Linked DNA regions of Mus musculus: region 2 is linked to region 1. Evidence: chromatin contacts called from public HiChIP or PLAC-seq data. All regions are on one chromosome and are shown on one strand. The core of a region is the stretch at or near the end of the contact, and the rest is flanking DNA. Distances in the headings are between cores, read along the strand shown. Region 1 has its middle 3.8 kb from the start of Gm29595. Region 2 overlaps Armh3 (armadillo-like helical domain containing 3).

Region 1 (6,941 bases), core at 3,200-5,699:
GTGAGAAAAGTACCCGAGTGAGGAGTGCTTTGGGGGAGGTCTAAATGGGAGGCACAAGGCCACCTAGGAACACCAGAAGAAGCCAAACATGTGAGACCATCCGTATATAAAGGGAAGATATTTACCTTGGCTTACAGTTTTTGGACAATACAGTTTGTGATCAATTAGCTCTGTTGTTTTGAGACCCAAGGCAAGACAGAAAATTATGGCAGGCGTCTGTGGCAAAGCAAAAATCACTCCCTTCATCGTCGGGAAGCAAGAGAAAGAACTAAGTCCTGGAGGTGCAGTGCTTGTCCAGCATGCAAAAGGCTCTGGGTTCAATTCCAAGCACGGAAGGAAGAATGAAACGAAGATCAGGAATCGGGTGAGAAGAAAGAAGGGGAGGCGGTGGATGGATAGAGAAAAAAGAAAACCAAATCTCCTTTGTAGTCAAGACACCCCCCACCCCCAATTCCACTGGATGTCATATCTCCTAGGACTAAATCTTTAATACATGGGCCTTCTGAGGGCTTGAGATACAAACTACAGCAGGAAGGAGCTTTGGGTGGGGATAGGGCGGGGCGGCAGGGGCGGGGCGGGGCGGGGGTGTGTGCTTAGAGAGGATTCTCCAGCACCTGAAGCCTCAGTTGCGGTCACAAGCAGGTTTTTGGTTTTTTTTTTTTTTTTTTTTTTTTTTTTTTTTTCCACGTGTTGCCTGATCTCTGATATGAATCCAAGAAACTGAGGGATCATTGCTATTGTTAAGAAGAGGAGATCGCTTGAGCCCGGAGATTGCTTGAGCCCTTGGCTGAAGGGCTGGAATTGAGTGGTGGACCCCGACACAGACTGCTCACTGAAAAGCTCCTCCTGAGCACAGGACAGAGAGCAGCTGTCTCACCATAGCCACATCACTGAAAGCTGGACCGTCTGCCCCCCGCCCCCAGAGCAACACCCCCGAAGCCCCCTGTTCTCGACCACATCGTTATGTTGTTACATCATCAGCTTTGGGGCAGGACAGGTGCGGGATGGATCATAGCCATCCTCCCAGCTGCTCCCACACATCCCAGGCACTCCCAGATGGCATCCTGGGAACGCCAGTCCAGCTGTATGGTGGGAGTAGTCTGGGGTAACTAGACTCCTTCTCTGAACTCTCCCCACCTGATCCTTGTCAGCATTTTCTTCCTCCTCTAAAGATTACATCCATCTGCCAGCTCCGTGCAAAGGAGTTTCTTTTCAGCTGTCCATGAGTCCTTTTCTCCTTGCCTTCATTACCTGTGCCTCCCTCAGCCTCTGCCCTCAAGAGAACCACAGGGAAGCATATTCTCACTCTCCAGCTCCCCCCATCCAACCACTGTTTTTTTTATTTTCTCTTCCTGTGACTCCTTTGACATACGGACCCTAAGATTCCAATTTAGGAGGTTGAATGTTTGTACCCCTCTAAAATCCTTGTTGAAATTTAACCTTCACTACAATAAACAGTATTAAGAGCTGTCTGTGAGGTTGTAAGAACCTGCCTTCATGTCTGTTAGGGGCCAGAGAGATGGCTCAGTGGTTAAGAGCACTGGTTGCACTTCCAAAGGTCCTGAGTTCAATCCCTAGCACTGACATGGAGGCTCACAAACATCTCTAATGAAACCTGATTCCCTCCTCTGCTGTGCATGAAAACAGAGCACTCATGTACATAAAAGAAAAAAATCTAAAAAATAAAATTAATGTCCTTCTAAAGGGCTGGGAGGAAGCCAGGTGGTGGTGATGCACACCTTTAATCCCAGCACTTGGAAGGCAGAGGCAGGTGGATCTCTGTCTGAGTTTGCGGCCAACCTGGTCTACAAAGCGAGTTCCAGGACAGCCAGGACTACAATGAGAAACCCTGTCTTAAAAACAGGGCTGGAGAGATGGCTCAGTGGTTAAGAGCACCGACTGCTCTTCCGAAGGTCCTGAGTTCAAATCCCAGCAACCACATGGTGGCTCACAACCATCCATAATGAGACCTGATGCCCACTTCTGGTGCATCTGAAGACAGCTACAGTGTACTTAGATATAATAATAAATAAAAAAAGAAACAAACAAAAAACAAAAAAACAAGAAGGGGTTTGGGGGAGCCTATCTGTCTATACCCTACTATTTGAGGGTGCAGCAAGATGTACCATCTATGAAGCAGAGAGGGAGCCTTGACCAGACCCTGAGTCTTCTGCTAGCCTTGAACAGTGTGGGGAATAATTTTTAGTGACTTACATTTTGTTATAGCAGCAGGAGCAGACTAAGACCTCTCAAACAGACTGGGGCTGAGAGCACAGTGCATATGTACAGTGAGTGTGTGCACATCTAGGACACAGGTGCTATCACTTTTAAAGCAGTTTTGGTTTTTCTGTGCCAATCAAATTAGGAAACTCGGGGTTGGGGCTGTAACTTAGTTAATAGAGGGCTTGGCTAGCACACATGAAGACCTAGGTTGGATACTAACACAAATGCACACTTGCTCATCTCAGGTGAAGGTCGGAGATCAGAAGTTCAAGGATATCTTTGGGTGCACAGTGCTTTCGGGGCCAGCCTGGACTACATAAAATCCTGACTCAAAAATAAACAAATTAGGAACTTGACATTTTGGAGGAGAAAGAGCGGAGTCCCACAGGGGAGAGATAACTCCCATTTCTCCAGGCCTTATGAAGATAGACTTCCAGGATGTGATTCAGGATCATCTGCCCAACAAGCTATCAGATGATTCAGGGAATGGGCTTTGGAAAGAGCTGGAAGCAGAGAAACATACATTCACATTCACAGAAGCTCAGAACCCCTCTCTTCCCTTTCCCTGCTTAAGTGGACGGACGGCGGGAGACTGGGTTCAGAGGATAAGGGACCCATGAAAGCAGCTATGCTGTTTCTCGGGATGAAAGAAAGTTGCCAGGAGCTGGGAGGTTGAAGGTCTGGATAAAGATCCCAGCTTTACAGAGAAATACTCCCAGCCTGGGCATGAGCCTTGTCATCAAGGATGCTGTTAGCTGTTTCACTGTGATTGGCACTGAGCCTCTCTGCTTTTAGGTTCTTTACCTGGAAAAGGAAAATACTACATTCCAGTTCTAATTTCTTCGTAGTCCTGGTTGTCCTGGAACATGCTCTGTAGACCAGGTTTGTCCTTGATCCACCTGCCTCTGCCTCTCAAGTTCTGGAACTAAGGGAGTGTGCCACCACTGTCTGGCCTGTTCTAATTTCTATAGTGTTTGGAGAGCTGGACTTGGGAAGGAGTAAAGCTATTTCAGGGCTGAATATTCAGACTTCTGAGATGGACAAAGACAGTTAATTGTACTGAAAGTGAGTGAAGCCTGAAATCTCTCAAGGGACACTTGGAGTCGAGGAACTGCTGTGACCAGGACAAGTGCAGAGCAGTAAATCAGCCCAGCTGTGGGACTGAAGAAAGGCAGGCTAGAATCACCAAGCAGTGCCACCTAAATTGTCTCTGCCCTGGGATCCAGCGCCAAAGCCCAGGAGTGATGGGAAGAAACTCCAATTAACAAGGCAGCTGTCAGTCAATCTCAATGGCAGGAAATCTGTGTGCTATTATGATCTGTACTTGGGCAAGGAATATTGGCTAGGAAGTGAGATTCTGTGTTTCCTTTCTCCAGTTTTCTTAGTAAGTTGCCTGCCTGAGAGCATTAACATCCCTTCCGCTGTTAGAGCAGAGGAGGAATCCGGGCACCCCTGGTGGTAGAGCTGTGGTTAGCAGGGGCAACACCTTTTTAGACTTGTTAGAGGAACTGGGTACAGAGTATGAAGCAGGTGGAAGGAGCCAGCATGTGAGTGTTGGGGCGGGGGTAGTGAGAGTAATGGAGACACCCCACCGTCCTCTTGACTTGCCAAGATGAAACCGAACAAGCCAGTAGGGAGACTTGGAGCGGAAAATCGCCTTGGATGATATTCCCCAGAGAGAAAGGACTAGAAGCCCAGAGTCATGGGCAGCCAGAAGCCAGCAGTCAGGGGAAGAGAGGTGAAGAGAGAAGCTATCCCTTTCCACGGATGTGCCTTGGCCCCTGACCAAGCGAAGAGGGGCAGATTTTCTGTCTTGTCCCAAGCCCCTGCATCTGCCACCTTGTTTACTTCATGTCTATTTATAGTCACAGGCTCTAAGCCTGGTATGGGACTCTGCGATTTATATGACTATAAACTTCCAAAGGGCACTGAGAACTGGCAGGGCAAAGATAGGGACAGAGGCAGGCCTCCCACGGTCAACGCATCTACCCTCCCACCTACTCTGACCTTAAATGCTACCAAAGGACAAGAGGTTCTAAGACCAGACTCAGAACACCAAGCCAGGGGCAGGAAGCCACATCACTGGTTTGACCCTTCTTCCCCTGAGTCCTGGATGTGGGGTGAGGTACAGATGTTTTAGTCTGATCTCCTTCACACACTTGGGAGCGTGTAGCGAACTTCTGTGTGGTAGCGTGGTTTCATCAGACAATGACTGAGTCTGAGCGACTCTAGACTTCAGAAGAGGAAGTGGAAGTGAAGACCTGCAGCCCAGGCTCTGCCTGCCCTATCCACTGACCAACAGGAAGAAAGATGAACCATTCTCATGGCCTCCTTCTCAGGGTGCCCTTGGAGGCCTGAGCCAGCCCACCCCTCACTCAGATCAGAGATGGTTAAGGCCTGACTATAGGATTCTGAGAGGAGCTCCTTGCCCTGTCTTTCCCCCCTAGGAGGCCCCCTGTTCAGACTCTCTACTTAATAAGTCTCCCTCTTTATGCTTGCCCACTCTCTTGCTCCTCAAGTGTTTTTAAGACTTTGAACGAGTGTCTAGACTGAGTTCTCCCTGCCCAATCCATACCAACCTCCCACGGTGCACTCCACCTTCCAACCCCCACCCTCCACTAGTCCCTACTCCAGGATCTGTCATATGAGCATTAAGGCTGGGTATATCTAAGTTCTCTGTCTGTCTCGTCTGTGTGTGTGATGTGACAAAAAAAAAAATAAATAAAATGTTATTTCTGGATATGTCTGTGAGGGTGTTCCCAGGAGAATGTTCACTTTTGGTCATTCGGCTTCTAGAAGGAAGATCTGCCATCACTCAGGTGAGGGGCAGCATCCAATCCACTGAACAAAGAGCAGAAGACCAAGCTCTGCTTGTCCTCCTGCCCTAGGAGGTGGCATTGCTGGTTCAGCCTCCCACCAGGACTCCCACCTGTCGTTCTCAGGACTAAGACTATGCTCTACTGTGACAGCTCCTAGCGACAGATCTTGGTACTTCTCAGCTTCCATGATCTGTGAGCCAATCCTTCACAGCAATAAATCAATGCCTCTCTCCTTCCCTTTCTTTCCTTCTGCCCTCTCATCTCAATCATGTCTGCTTCTCTGGCGATCCTTAATCCAGTGTCTGAACTCCAGGAGCTGGGTGGGGCAGGTATGAGGAAGAGAAAGCAAGCTGCATCCGGCTGGAAGGAGGGCAGAACTCCCTTCCTGCCCTCTCCAGGGGGAGGCAGCAGAGGACCATGGGAACTGCCCCATCCAGCTATAAGCACAAGGTTCCTTCAGGTCCTCTATCCACTGTGGAGTCCATATGGAGGCACTCGCCACTCGCGTGGTCTGAAGTTTTCACACTTGCAGCCCATTTCTCTGGTGCAAAGATACCTTGGGAAAGCTAGCCTGTTTTCAACTTAGTCTCCTGCCCCTTCTGTTCATTCTTTTTTTTTTTTTTTTAAAGATTTATTTATTTATTATGTGCAAGTACATTGTAGCAATCTTCAGGCACTCCAGAAGAGGGTGTCAGATCTCATTACAGATGGTTGTGAGCCACCATGTGGTTGCTGGGATTTGAACTCAGGACCTTTGGAAGAGCAGTCAGTGCTCTTAACCACTAAGCCATATCCCCAACCCCTTCCATTCATTCTTGAGCAGTGATTTCTTACATAAATAAGCAAACCAAGCCAAAACACTTTTTTTTTTTTTTTTTTTTTTTTTTTTTTTTTTTTTTGGAGACAGGGTCTCTCTGTATAGCTCTGGCTGTCCTGGAACTCACTTTGTAGACTAGGCTGGCCTCGAACTCAGAAATCCGCCTGCCTCTGCCCAGTGCTGGGATTAAAGGCATGCGCCACCACGCAAAACACACTTTTGTCTGCAGCTCCTGCCGCTCTTTATACCTCTCAGCTCTCATCACTGTGGGCCGAATGTGACATCAGCCTGCATAGAGCCAGTCTGGCTGGTTTAGTTTCTCTGTGTTCCCTGGGTCATCACTACGATGACTACTTTTAGGTAGAACATACCCAATCTTCCCTGGTGTCTCTTCTTCTCCACTCCTATCCAAACACTTGGCAGACTCACTTTCTTGGGTACAGGGACTGGGTCTGGCCCTGGAGATGACGAGGAAGACAGTCCTGTGTCAGCCAGCATTGGGCAGTGATGATTTGGAGGATCTAAATGCCTCAGCCTAGAAATCACACCCTCCCCCGGGCATGGGACTCTGGTCCCTCAGTCTGATAGGAAATTGGCCTTGGGAAGATCAAAGACAGGTGGAGGAGGAAGGTTAGGAGAGAAGAGGACAAGGGCATTTCAGCTGTTGACATAGTTTAGGAGCTAAAAGGCTTGGAAGTTAGACCTTGGGGCAGAGATCATCTCCGGTTCAAGGCTGGAGTGGGGTTGGGACAGGTGGCCTTGCTTGGAGGCCAAGAGGGACATAAGAATGATCAAGTTTTAGAGAGCCAAGGAGGAACTTTGAACTCTGAACTGGGCAGAGTGGCCAGGACTGGGGGTCTGACCTTGGCTTAGTAGAGTTGAAACCTCAGCAGACCAGAATCCTGTGCCAGCCAGTGACCAGCATGACCACAGCTGGAAAGGCAGCTGGGGAGTTGGGAGTGGACCGACCTTATCTCTCCCCACTGAGTCATCTGTCGTTTGTTCAAGATTCCAAGATGGAAGGTAGGCAGACATTTCCCCAATCATCTAACCTAGCACAATTTCACAGCTAGAGAAAGGGA
Region 2 (6,941 bases), core at 1,178-3,677, 540 kb after region 1:
AGAAAAAAAAAAGGTAAAGGACCACGTGGCTGTGGTAGGCAGCCTAATTGAGTTAGATGATTTTTGGTGGGTGGGGTAGAAATAAGGCCGGTCTCCAACTCACAGAGCTCTGCCTGCCTCTGCCTCCCAAGTGCTGGAATTAGAGCTATTATGTTCCACAAAGCTTCAGACCATTTTGTGACCCAAGGACATGACATTCAAAAACTCTAGAATTCTCCATTCTTCCTGACTTGTTCAGGTCCTAGTTTTGAGTATTATTTTCCAATTTATGCCTCTCTATTATCTAACCGTATCCTTCCTCTTTTGAGTTAAGCTCTTCTTTCCTCTCTGTCTATTGAGCACGACAACTGCAGAGCCCTGCAAAACAAAACAGCTGATGGTGTAACATCAGCTGTAGTCTCTCTCTTTAAAATTATCTTATTTTATACGTATGGGTGCTTTGCCTGCATATATGTACCACATGCCAGCCTGCTAACCACAAAGGCCAGAAAAGGGTACATGATCCCCTAGAACTGGAGTTACAGGTAGTTGTGAGGTAGGTGTTGAACTTGGGTCCTCTGGAAGAGCAGTCAGAGCCACCTCTCCAGCCCCCAAGGACTTTTCATAGACATCAGTGGGATCCGCCGGCACAGGCATGTACACCCGGGCGCCAGGAGGCCTGCAGCTCGCCTGAGCTACACAGCAAGTTAAAGAACAGTCTGAGCAAATTAGTAAGACTCTATCAAGATAAAAACTAGAAAGGGGGTCTGGGGAATGTAGCTCAATCACAGAACACTTGCTTAACTAAATGTGTGAACCACTGGGTTTAACTGCAGTACAGGAGGAAGGGGCTTCCATTATATGCCTTCAACCCACATTTATTTAGTACAGATAAAGTAGTCCCTGAAATGTCCCAAGGAGACATAGGCTGTTCGACTCAATACCTTATGGGAATGAAAACTGGGGCCAGGGCAGTAGTGAGGGAGCAGACAACTCATTAAAAGGCCAGTGGTCTGCAGCTGCTCTTTCTGTGTCCTAGGCCCGAGTTCTAGAAATGAATACCAAGGAAAGTAGTGGTGAGAAAGAAAAGACTCAAAGCCAACACAAAGCTCTTCAAGTCACAAAGTTCTTTTGCTGACATGCATTACGACAGGGTCTCACTCTACAGCCTGGGTTGACCTTCAACAACCATCCACCTGCATGCTGGGATTACAGGCATGAAGAACAGTCACATCATCATAGATTTATCCTTTTCAAGGTTCTTATTCCTTGACCAAGGAATTCCAGTTTCTACGAGATAAGCATGAATGTTTACTACCGAGCTACACTGGAGAGAGACAGGAGCTAAATCTCAGTTGAGGGTAGACAATAAGCCTGGAGAGTAACTTTTCTCCAACTGTTCTAGGAATAACTATACCTCATAGTTTCACTATTGGTAGCACACTCCCTTTTGTTTGTTTTGTTTGAGACAGGGTCTTGTTATGTTGCTCTGGGTGTCCTAGAATTCACCACTGTGTAGACTAGGCAGGCCTCAAATTCAGATATCTACCTGCCTCTGGTATTAAAGGAGGATACCATTACACCCAGTAGGGATTACAACAATGTTCTACATTGCCTAGTATGTATGAAACATTTAAACTTATAAAAATAAATAAATCTTCAAAAATCCTCACAAAACTAGGTGGCAATGGTGGCCTCCTGTCTATAATGCCAGCACCTGGGAGGCTGAAGCAAGAGGATTCTGTGAGCTGAAGGCCAGCCTGGGCTACACAGTGAGTCCCAGGTTAGACTAGGCTAACCCTGTATTTTTTAAAAAAGGATTAATCCCAGTACTCCACAGGCAGAGGGAGGCAGGTCTCTGTGAAGCCAGCCTGGTCTACAAATCGAATTCCAGGACAGCCAAGACTGTCACACAGAAAAACCCTGTTTCCATCACCCAAAAAAGAATTCACAAATCTTTTCTAGGAACAAAATGGAAAGCTGGCAGGCAGAGCTAACAAAGAGCCTGTCCTGTCTGCCTAACTTACTAAATGCCATAAACCCCAGCTAATGCCTATTAACAGGCTTTAGGTTTTATCTTAGAAGTATTTTAGAATCTACTAAAGATTAAAATCCTGTTTTGTTTTGCCCCCGACCCCCCCTCTCTACTAATGTAGCTGCTAACAGCTGCAGGGCCTCACTGCCCTGAAAGCCAGCTCTTTGGGAAGCTGGAAATCCTTTTGACTTTGTGACATTAGGATTAAAGTTCATAAGTAACAGGAGAGAAGTACTCCACGTGTTGGAGACAGGCAAGGTAGTCAAATAACTCTAACCTGATAAAAAACAAGTTCACTTGCTGTTGCTACAGAGGAAGAGGGAGGGAGAAGGGGGAGGGGGAGGAAAAGGGCCTTCATTTAGAAGCCTTCAGAGGCAGTTGGGGAAGAGAAACCACCATTCTGAGAGCAGAGTGCTGGGGTAACAGTACTGTTACAGGAAGCGAGCGAGCGAGCGAGCTAGCTAGCGAGCAAGCGCACAATAACCAGGACTGCAGAGATTCCACGTGGACTTGTCACCAGTGACCCTCACTGCCCTGCGTTCTGTCACAGCATGTAACTGTCACACAGTAAATAGATCACCGAGGACCCCTCCTGTTGGCTGTGCTGGGGAATGAATGCTAGATAAGCACTCACAGGCACCTATCCATCCCCAGCCCTCTTCCCTATGGGTGAGTAACCTGAGTTCCTTTCCTCGATTCTGGCTTGTGGATCCAAGGACCACTTTTTAGCATCACTTTAAACCTTGAGTGGAGGTGAAAGAGGATGAGGAGACAGCTTGTCAATTTTCCCTTTTCTGATTTTTCTCATGCACCACATGGTTTTTGTTTTGTTTTGTTTTTTTTGTTTTTTGTCTTGTTTTGCTTTGTTTTGTTTTAAATTATCATTGGCTGGTGGCTGCTACCTCTGGAGAACGATGTCAGCTGTCCTCCCAAGCTGCTGCATGGCTTTCAGGCTGCCCAAAGCTTACAGTGGTAGGAGGACCATCTCCTTCCCTAACACACAGAACAGAATACACAGGCGTTCTGCAGGAAAATGACACAGACAGCTCCAACAGCAAAGAACAGGAATCTGCTCTGCTCCACAGGCAGAGGAAAAAGAGAATGAAAGCCACTCATAAAGGCAGCTTTTTAAGTGTGAGGATGGAGTCACACAGCTGGCGTCACAAAAGAGAACAAATATTGAATAGGAAACAACTGACAGATCGATCAATAGAGTTCCATTCACCTGGCTGCAGAGAGCTGCTGGAGGGAGAACTGAGAAGGCTCTGTTAAAAAAAAAGCTTGCCTGCTGCCTCACTGGGTGAACTGAATACCTTTCAAGAACATTGGAACACATGGTCACAAAATAGCTGCTAGCTGGTCCTGTCAGTTAAGAAACTCAGAAGTGCTACAAGGATGCACTGGCAAGAAAAGGAGACCAGAAAATACAAGGTTTGGAATTTATTCCTTGGCTTTTCCAACTTAGAAGGATGAAATGCAAAAAAGGAGATTCAGGTATGTAAGTACGTGTGTGTGTGTGTGTGTGTGTGTGTGTGTGTGTGTGTGTGTGTGTGTGTGTGTGTATGTATGTGGTGTGTGTATGTGTATGTCGGGGTCTTTCACTGAACTTAGAGGTCACCTGTTTAACTAGACTGCCTAGCTAGCAGGCTCCGAGAACCCACACACCTCTGCCTTTTTGATGTTGGAGTTACAGGCACGCCTCGCTTTTGTATGTGTGCGCTGGGGGCTGAGCTCAGGCTCCCATGCTTGGGCAGCGAGCGCTTTACCCAAATAAGACATCACCTCAGCAGCGTGTAAGACTCGAAAGCCCAAATGAAAGAGCAAGGTGGGGCATTCCTGCACTGGGAGGTATAGGAGGGGGCCAGGAGCTGAAAGGTCATCCTCAGCTACACAGGGAATTTAGCCATATACATGAGCTAAAATCATACACCCAACATAGGCTATATGAGCCTGGCTTTATGTCTTTTTTTCTTTGTAGCAGCAGATTTATATAAAGCTATACACTTATCAAGCTATACTCTAATAAAGACTCTTATTTAGACAGAGAGAGAGAGAGAGAGAGAGAGAGAGAGAGAGAGAGAGAGAGAGAGAACTCAGATGAAGCAGGGTTCAACTCCATGCCAGGCTGAATCCCATCTGTACTTTTACATGGTGTAGAGCTGAGCACAAGTGCTAACTGAGAAGGGGAAATCAGACCAGCCTCAAGAAGACAAATGTACAAAGCTATCTGCATCCTCAACTCAAACCTGCCCAGAAATAACTGTTCAAGGCAAAGAGAACACAATCACTAATGAAAACCCATCTCAATGAGCTCTCAATTAAAGCTCATGCTCTAATGAGCCAAATGCCTTCATGTTAAGCTGAACTCAAGGTTTTCATGTGGCTGGAATTTATGTTCATTTCTAAGTTATCAGGTCTTACTTTTGTTTGGTTTGTTGGAGTTTTAAGACAGGGTGGCATGCAGTACAGGCTGTTGCTGGACTCACTGCATAACCAAGGACACCTCTAACTCCTGCTTTTACCTTCCAAGTGCTGCGATTACAGGTATGCACCATCATGTGGACATGTCTGACTTTCAGAAATCACAATCCCTGTGCCTGAGAGCGTGACAATGGATGTCCCATCACCTGCTCTAAGACAGCGACCCATGAAGCTTCAGCTCATACTTTGTACAACTAAACAAACCCTTCAGATGGCACAAGGGAAGGAGGGTTTACTAGGTTTAAAGAAGCAGCAAGCAATCTTGCACCAACTCTTCTCACCAGCCTGGTTTGACCATCCTACTCCTTCCTTTGCTCAAAGCTTAGTAACAGAGTCCCATTACTAGAAAGAGCTTCCTGATCCTTCCCACCAGCAAGGTCATTCTGGGGAGAGCAGTGGCTTACCTGTTCCTCCGACAGTTGAGATATGTGATTCACAGCAGCATAGGACTCAATTTTGGGATTAAAGTGATTGATGATGGCTCTGAAATAAAGAATTAACATTACTATGGTCCCAGATGGAATACAGTGACAATCCAGTTAATCAGGAGTGAGCAGCCTTGGGTTTATTCCTGTCAACTTGACATAAGCTACAGTGTCAAGCCTCCAGCACATTGGCTTCTAGGCAACCCTTAATGAAATTTCTTTGATTAGTGATTATTGATGTGGGAGAGCAATGCCACCTCAGGACGGGTGGTCCTGGATAGTATAAGAAAGCATGCTGAAGGACCAGAGAGATGCCAATGGTCAAGACTGATTGCTGTTCTTACAAAGAACCCAGATCACACGAGCAGCCACACTGGGTAGCTCCCAACTGTCTCCAATTCTAGGGGATCTGACACCCTCTTCAGGCCCCTAAGGATGCTGCATGTGCCTGGTATACACACATAGGCAAACACACACACACAGAAATAAAAGGAAGGGAAGGGGGAAGGGAAGGGGGAAGGGAAGGGGGAAGGGAAGGGGGAAGGGAAGGGGGAAGGGAAGGGGGAAGGGAAGGGGGAAGGGGGAAGGGAAGGGGGAAGGGAAGGGGGAAGGGAAGGGAAGGAAGAGAAAGAGAGAGAGAAAAGCATGCAAGTGAGCAAGCTGAGCAAGCCACGAAGACAATGCACATGGCCTGTTTCAGCTCCGCCTCTGGTTCCTGTCTTGAGTTCCTGCTTTGACTTTGCTCTGAGGGAGTGACCTGGAATCTGTAAGATGAAATGAACCCTTTTCTCTACAAGTTGCTTCTGGCTACGGTGTTTATCACAGCATGAGAACAAGCACAACTGTCCTCTTCCTAAGCATGAGGCTAAAAATTATGACCTGGAAACCAACATGGGAAGGATTTAATAACTTACAGAAGGATAGAATCAAATGCCTCTGATGTGCAAATGAACTCAGAGAAAAACATAAAAACAAAAATCATGCTAAGACTTCCTGAGATGAAAAAGGTCCCAGGGGGTGTCCACTAGGGGGCCATGGTGCTCCAATCAGAACAAGCAGTACAGGCTAACATGTAGATAAAATACAGTCTCTGAGGAAGCTAAGCTTTATTAAAGCTGACATTCAGTCTTTATGCTTGTTAGTATTAGTTCCAAACCATAATTTAAATTCTATGCATTGAAACCAAGATCAGAGTGTATCACTTGATCACATCTGAAGTCACCACAGCTGGTTACATTTACCTCTCCAAAAAAAAATCTCTGAGGGTCTGGAGAAAAAGTGCTTGTTAAGCAAACACAAGAACCTGAGTTCAGAGACCCCAGCACCAATATAAAAGCTGAGCATAGTTGTGTGCCTGCGTCCCCAAATAGTGCGTGTGTTTTTGTGTGTGTGTGCACTTGCGCATACATGTGTTCATGTAGAGACAGAGGGTTGGGTGGCTAGCCAGTGTAGTGAAACATAATGAACTCCAGATTCAGTGAGAGGAGATTGTGTTTTTAAAAATTAGGTTCCCATGGCTACAGTAGTGTCATGAATATGAATGGTAACTACTTTCTGCTTGTTTATAAAGGCCTGCTGCACAGATGGAAACACATGTCTAGTACTGCAAATCTGGCCTAGAACCGAAGGTTGAAAAGCTCAGAGGTCCCAGGAATGAACCTACTACTACTGTCCAGCTCAATGAATTTAATGTCAAACTGCCCTACAGATCTGTATCTCTCAACCATGGCCTACTGTAGCTCTCACACCTCATCAGAGAAGGAACTCACACTTGGTCAAGCACAGAGAATCAGGGTCAGTGGAGTGCTCAGCCACATATGGAACACATCTATATCACACCCCCTCTAGTAGGTCCAGGATCACCGTCGATGATGGAATGGAAGGCTCCAAGAGCCAGAGATCAAGGCGAAGAGAGCAAAATGCTCTCTTCTGAGTCCTATCAGTCATGTGCTCCCAGCAGCTGGAGCTGCCTGTACAAATCCAGCCATTCACCGGTGTAGCACAGGTACCCACTCCTAACT

The links. HiChIP or PLAC-seq counts read pairs in DNA pulled down with a chosen protein or histone mark.
Region 2: an H3K27ac HiChIP or PLAC-seq map of microglia shows a contact between it and region 1, with 4 times the contacts expected there. The contact joins two enhancer-like sites. A contact is called at or near these places in 4 of 39 promoter capture datasets (hippocampal neurons, liver and pre-B cells) and 1 of 115 datasets of contacts at active chromatin or transcription factors (microglia).

The regions. Positions count from the first base shown.
Region 1 is chr19:45,303,687-45,310,627 of GRCm38.p6, forward strand. No RefSeq gene overlaps it. Among named protein-coding and RNA genes, the nearest start is that of Gm29595, 3.8 kb to the left of the region's middle. Within about 2 kb of position 4,450, at least 59 of the 459 cell types and tissues checked have an H3K27ac peak or open chromatin away from gene starts, as enhancers often do. A contact at or near this core is called in microglia, where this site is marked.
Region 2 is chr19:45,841,209-45,848,149 of GRCm38.p6, forward strand. Armh3 (armadillo-like helical domain containing 3) reads right to left here. Exons shown (of 26, transcript NM_198296.2): 24 at 4,900-4,978. Among named protein-coding and RNA genes, the nearest start is that of Kcnip2, 29 kb to the left of the region's middle. Within about 2 kb of position 2,428, at least 95 of the 459 cell types and tissues checked have an H3K27ac peak or open chromatin away from gene starts, as enhancers often do. A contact at or near this core is called in microglia, where this site is marked.